Linked DNA regions of Xenopus tropicalis: region 1 is linked to region 2. The links are chromatin contacts, called in public Hi-C maps. All regions are on one chromosome and are shown on one strand. Each heading gives the region's core, a stretch centred on a gene start, on an enhancer-like site or on the middle of the called end of the contact. The rest is flanking DNA. Distances are from core to core; before and after follow the strand shown. Region 1 has its middle 7.0 kb from the start of emid1. Region 2 holds the start of rasl10a (RAS like family 10 member A).

What was found. Hi-C and Micro-C count contacts between places; a contact is called where the count stands out from the background.
Region 1: a Hi-C map of gastrula embryo shows a contact between it and region 2, with 2.6 times the contacts expected there. The contact joins the enhancer-like site here to the promoter of rasl10a in region 2. A contact is called at or near these places in 2 of 5 Hi-C or Micro-C datasets (brain and gastrula embryo).

What each region holds. Positions count from the first base shown.
Region 1 is chr1:145,012,836-145,015,535 of UCB_Xtro_10.0, reverse strand. No RefSeq gene overlaps it. Among named protein-coding and RNA genes, the nearest start is that of emid1, 7.0 kb to the right of the region's middle. Within about 2 kb of position 1,300, at least 4 of the 11 cell types and tissues checked have an H3K27ac peak or open chromatin away from gene starts, as enhancers often do. A contact at or near this core is called in gastrula embryo, where this site is marked.
Region 2 is chr1:144,895,894-144,898,593 of UCB_Xtro_10.0, reverse strand. rasl10a (RAS like family 10 member A) reads right to left here and starts at 1,287. Exons shown (of 4, transcript NM_001005037.1): 1 at 1,234-1,287; 2 at 306-636. The coding sequence starts at 521.

The DNA.
Region 1 (2,700 bases), core at 51-2,550, 120 kb before region 2:
GATAACCCTGTTCTGTATGTGTGTCATTGTGACAGGCTAAGGGAGGGACCGCTGTGCTTTTTGACAATGACGGACTAACGGAACAATACTCCTATTTGTAGGAAATAGCTGAGTGTGTTTTTTTCTCTGTGTGTGGAATGCTGTAAAACTGAAAGAACAGTTGTGTGTTTATGGTTTAAAATATGCGCATTAGTATGGTATTTGTGAAAGTGACTGTCATTTTCAACTAAAGACTAATTTATTACTGCTGGTCAAAGCACTTTTGTATCATGCCCCTTAAAGATTCTCTTTCCTAAATGTACAATGCTTTGCACTCAAAAAAAGAGCTGGGAGAGGTTGGAAACATGACTATAGTCCTTGATGTAAAATATAGGCTTTTATTTTGAGTGGAGTGCAGTCCGATATCTATATTTTGGAGTAAACTGTTGGAAGGATGTTGGGCATGTGCACCCACCATGAACTTAATTGCTGTTATAATTTTCCGATTCAAATGGGCTTCTGAACACACGGCTTCTGGTGGGAAGGATGTAGTTGCCCCCATCATATCCCATAGTGCATTATTTAGACTCAAAAGCTAGGGAGTACCAAGGGGTGCAAGGAATAGGAGAGACATATAGCTGCTGTCTGCCTAAGGTACCCATTTTGTACTTAGTTGCCTTGTGCTTAACAGCACTGCACTCTGCATCTTGTGCCAAACATTTCATTTTGTGCAAGGTGCAGCGCATAGTCATTGCCCTGCATGCAAGTGCTCTGTGCATGGACACTTGTGGGAGCAATGTTGCACCTCTCAGGGCTGTTGCACTTGCATCAGAAATATTAAATAAACCTTATGACCCAAGGCTTGGTCATGCCAGTCATTGAGCACCCCACCCAGCAAAATGATATATGCTCTCATATTTCAGAAGGCTGCATGTACATGCAACAATATGCAACAATGACAGTACTTGACAACAATGACCGGATCCTGCAGTACAGACTCAAAGCACATTATATTCCCATTATTTATCCAGTGTAACTTTACAAAATTATAAGATAAATTACATTAGTTGATCGTTATATTAAAAAAAGGGGCTGGCAGTTCGTAAACCTGATATATGCACTTTGCTTTTATCTGAGACATACAAAGCTCTCCTGTGGGCAAGCTCATAGAGCAGTTTTGTTTGTGATGCTGAATGAATGACCTCCTTCCCTCCCTGTCCTTTTGTGTATAGTTTTAACACTTGTCGACAATTGCTCCTCTATTTACTTGATAATGAGTTAGCTCTTCCATTGTCATGATGCTTTACATGTCTATATATGACACTGTCAGAGTATGGAAGGCCTTTTGTTGTGTTCTTTGCACTAACAAAATGGACACTCTGGCTTGCCTTGGATACTGGCAAAACCTGCACTAATTTGTATGACTATTTGTTACTACTGCCAGCCTGTCCTGTACTGCCCCTGCTACCTCCCATTAATTAAAATAGATTAAAGATTAAAATAAGAACCACAAGACAGAGGCATAACTTGGGACCCTTAAACTTACCAGGAAGTTGGACTGTGAATTGCCCTCCTGCATATGTAGAGCGGTGTTTGATATTATATAGATCAGAAAAGGGGTGATAAAAGATTTTGACACGCTCCTTTCAAACTTATCTAATATAAAAGCCTATAGAACTATATTTTCCACCTAAGGGCTGTGGCAGATGAGGAGATTAGTCACCCGCGACAAATCTCCCTTGTCGCGGGCGACTAATATGCCATCCCACCGGCTAGAATGTAAATTGCCAGTGGGATGGCAGTGATGTGGCACCTCTTAAAGGAACAGTAACATCAAAAAATTAAAGCGTTTTAAAGTAATTAAAATATTATGTGCTGTTGCTCTGCAAAAACTGGTGTTTTTTTGCTACAGAAAAGCTACTATATAAATAAGCTGCTGTGTAACCATGGGGGCAGCCATTCAAGCTGGAAAAAAGGAGAAAAGGCACAGGTTACATAGCAGATAACTAGTATATAACCCCATATAATGGGGGTTTATCCGTTATCTGCTAAGTAACCTGTGCCTTTTCTCCTTTGAATGGCTGCCCCATGGCTACACAGCTGCTTACTTATATAAACTATAGTAGTCTTTCTGAGGCAAACACACCAGTTGTACCAGTGCAGGGCAACAGTACATTATATTGTCATTACTTTTATACACTTCCATTTTTTGGTGTTACTGTTGCTTTAAGTTTCCTCTTAAGGCAACTTGCACAATTTCGGGAAATCACAGCACCGCATATGCCATCCCACTGATGATTTACATTTAAGTCTGTGGGATGGCATATCGGGTAGATTAGTTGCGGGCGACTAATCTCCCCATCTGCCACAGCCCTTAGAAGGAAATCAGAATCGAAATGCATAATCTAATTCTCAAGGAACTTTATGTGAAACTGCTGAATGCAAAAATGTTTCAAGGGTTGAAGAGAGAGGGGGCTTATTAACTCAATGGTTAATTTGCAACAGGGTACTAACCAGTGTTAGCTTTTTAGTGTTCCTTCTGCAGCTATTTTCACAGGTTGGCCCAGGTGCAAATTTTAACCATCACTGGTGTATGAGCCCCACTGCAGATGCTGTGTTCTTCATATTTAAAGGAGAAGGAAAGGCTAATAAAGAGTTAATCTCAAGCTGCAGGCATACCTTCAGTTGTCTCAATAGTGCCCTTAAGTCTCCCCATATTTC
Region 2 (2,700 bases), core at 38-2,537:
TTCGGATTTGGTTTGGTATGCAGCCAAACCTTTTAGGAAGGATTCAGGGTTTGGCTGAATCCCAAAATAGTGGATTCTGTGTATCCCTAACCTAAGAATAGGCCATTCTATAACATATTAAAAGTAAACCTGAAGCTGAAACACCCCTATAATAAAGATTTTGCATATGAGCTATTGCATTAAATCCCAGTTTGCACCAAATTTGATAAGTTCACCCAAAAAGCTGAATTATAAGACAATATACAAAGGCAAGCTGTACAATGTACAATATAGATGACCAAAGATTATTTGGAGAGATGCCCTACCTGCCCTGCGGTTCCTGGGTATCTCTGCATGTTGGGCACATCCAGAATATGCAGTTCATACAGTCTTCCACTCAGGACAGCAGAGGCTCGATGCAGTTCCCTGTGTTCTGTTGGGATATATTCCTCCGGGAATTCCTGGGCCACAAAACGCCGAACAATGGAGGTCTTTCCAACTCCTGGCGCCCCTAGCACTGCCACCTGCACTGTCGACACCATGGTCACCTCAACTTAGCAGCACTTTCAAGTAATCATCAATGGTTCTGGCCCACTCTAGGCAGGAGCTTTCTTTATCTTAGGGTCTGCAGGTCATGGGGCAGGATCATTCTGGCGTCTCTAGGTCCAATATATAATAACATGAACAAAATGCAATAAAAGAAAGTATTAAAGTGAATTCAATATCTGGGAATCCTATATAGTGACTTTGGGCACAAACACCAGGGATGGCAGGGGATACCAGGCAACACTATACCATTTCATGTCATGGTTCTGGGGCATAAGGGTTGTTATTGTGAGTGACTGGATTACTAGGGATGTTTGCATGCACTCTCAGTATTAGATTGTCAGGGGGGCTGGGGGTGGATATGGGACATTAGCATCTTTGTACAACATGACAGCAATAAAGATGCAGGCACAGCCCCTTTTTGAAGGTCACATCGTTGCAAGCTTCTCCGCAGAACACAACAGTAACAAAGGCAGAAAGTAGTTGAGAGAAAGTCATGGCTCAGTCCTGTATTACGGATACCAGCCGCAATTATTCCAAAAAGCGGAAAATCCAACCTACTAACAGGAGCCTCTCTCTGCCAGCGCGAAACTTACAGTCACGTGACAGAAATCAAAGCCAAAGGCTTACAGGTTCCCCCATTCCATCTAGCGGGAAAGCACCCAGCTCCTACCCCCTAATTCCTTCAGGAAGAGTGGCGCTACTTACCTCCTGTGAGCGGAACCCCAGGTAGGAAGCAGCCGCAAATACAGTACCTTTAGCACCAAGGAGAGCGACAGCCAAACCAGAGCTCTGTCCCCTCCCCCTCACTAGTGAGCCCAGCGCCATCCTAGCGCAACCGCTGCGGAATACAAATGAGTTACCCGTCTCCTCCTTCCCGGGGTGGGGGGGTATACTAAGCGCAATATCGGAGCCTCAATGCACTCCAATGACAGCGGGGTCAAGCAGAGCTGGGTTACATAACTCCGTTCCTTGGCCCCGCATACCATTGCTTTGTGTCGAGCTGATATTAAATATGTGATGGGGGGAGCGATCTCCTATAATCGTTTCTTTCACGTCATGTTTCTATACGGCTATAAGGGACAAGACTGTCAGTAAGGGATTAACATTCTCCAATTATTGATTGTCTATAGACATCTCCAAACAGCAGCCTAGCTCCAGGCTCACGGTGCATTCGGCTTTTCCAATGATGTTAATGGAAATGGCCTTTGCCAGAACAATCAGTAGTGCAGCACCCACCTTTATACATACACCATATAAGCAATATAGAGAGACGAAATGCTTTCGGCTCTCTGGGAGCACAGATCTGCCAAATTCCCAACTATCTCCCCTCACCTTTGCTCAATAACTACTCTCCCCTTTCCTAAATGTGGTACAGAACTATATATCTATAATCCCTATTATCTCTAAAGTTGTTTGTAAACTGGCATGGGTTACTTTGTGCTTGAGAATCATTCTTTGTATTTTCTTCTGCTAAATATATGTGCCAGTCTCAGGCACTACCCCTGCTAATGAGTTGTCTTTGTCCCACCCCCATGCTTGGTAATGTGGCAGTCCATATTTATGTTAGACACACAACAGACAAGCTCTTGCATAGGGCAACTCAACTAGGGGCAAGGAGAGATTTGGATATAAGATATAACAAACAATGAAATTAAAAAAAATAAAAAAAAATTCAACTTATACTCCACAGTTTGGGGTAAAGGCCCTTTATTTCAATGATGGTTGGTGCTGTACAGCTGCCTGTATTGGACAGTGACACAACACAGCTGTGGAAAAGCATGCGTTATCCTGTTGGGATGTACGGTAAGTATGCATGCAGCTCATTGGGAACAATACAAAGCATTTTGGTCAAAAATCATATCTGTGATACAAATGTAACACTGCCCATAACTCACCATACCTACACTTAAGTTTACTGATAGTAGGCAACAGCAACATGACTACAGCAGCAGCAGCAGCAGCAAGAGTGACAGGTGTCCTGCCCCCACATGCACTTAGCATTGTTGTGTCACCATGAACCAGCAAGGGGGGGGGGGCTGGTAAAAAGTCACAAAACACCACTAGTACTCATGTTGTGGGACTGGGTTTCATCAGCAACGTCTGGGCTTCTTGTTATTGCAGAATACACTGGCCCAGCCATAGCCTTAGTCTATATGAAAATTGAACTGTCAT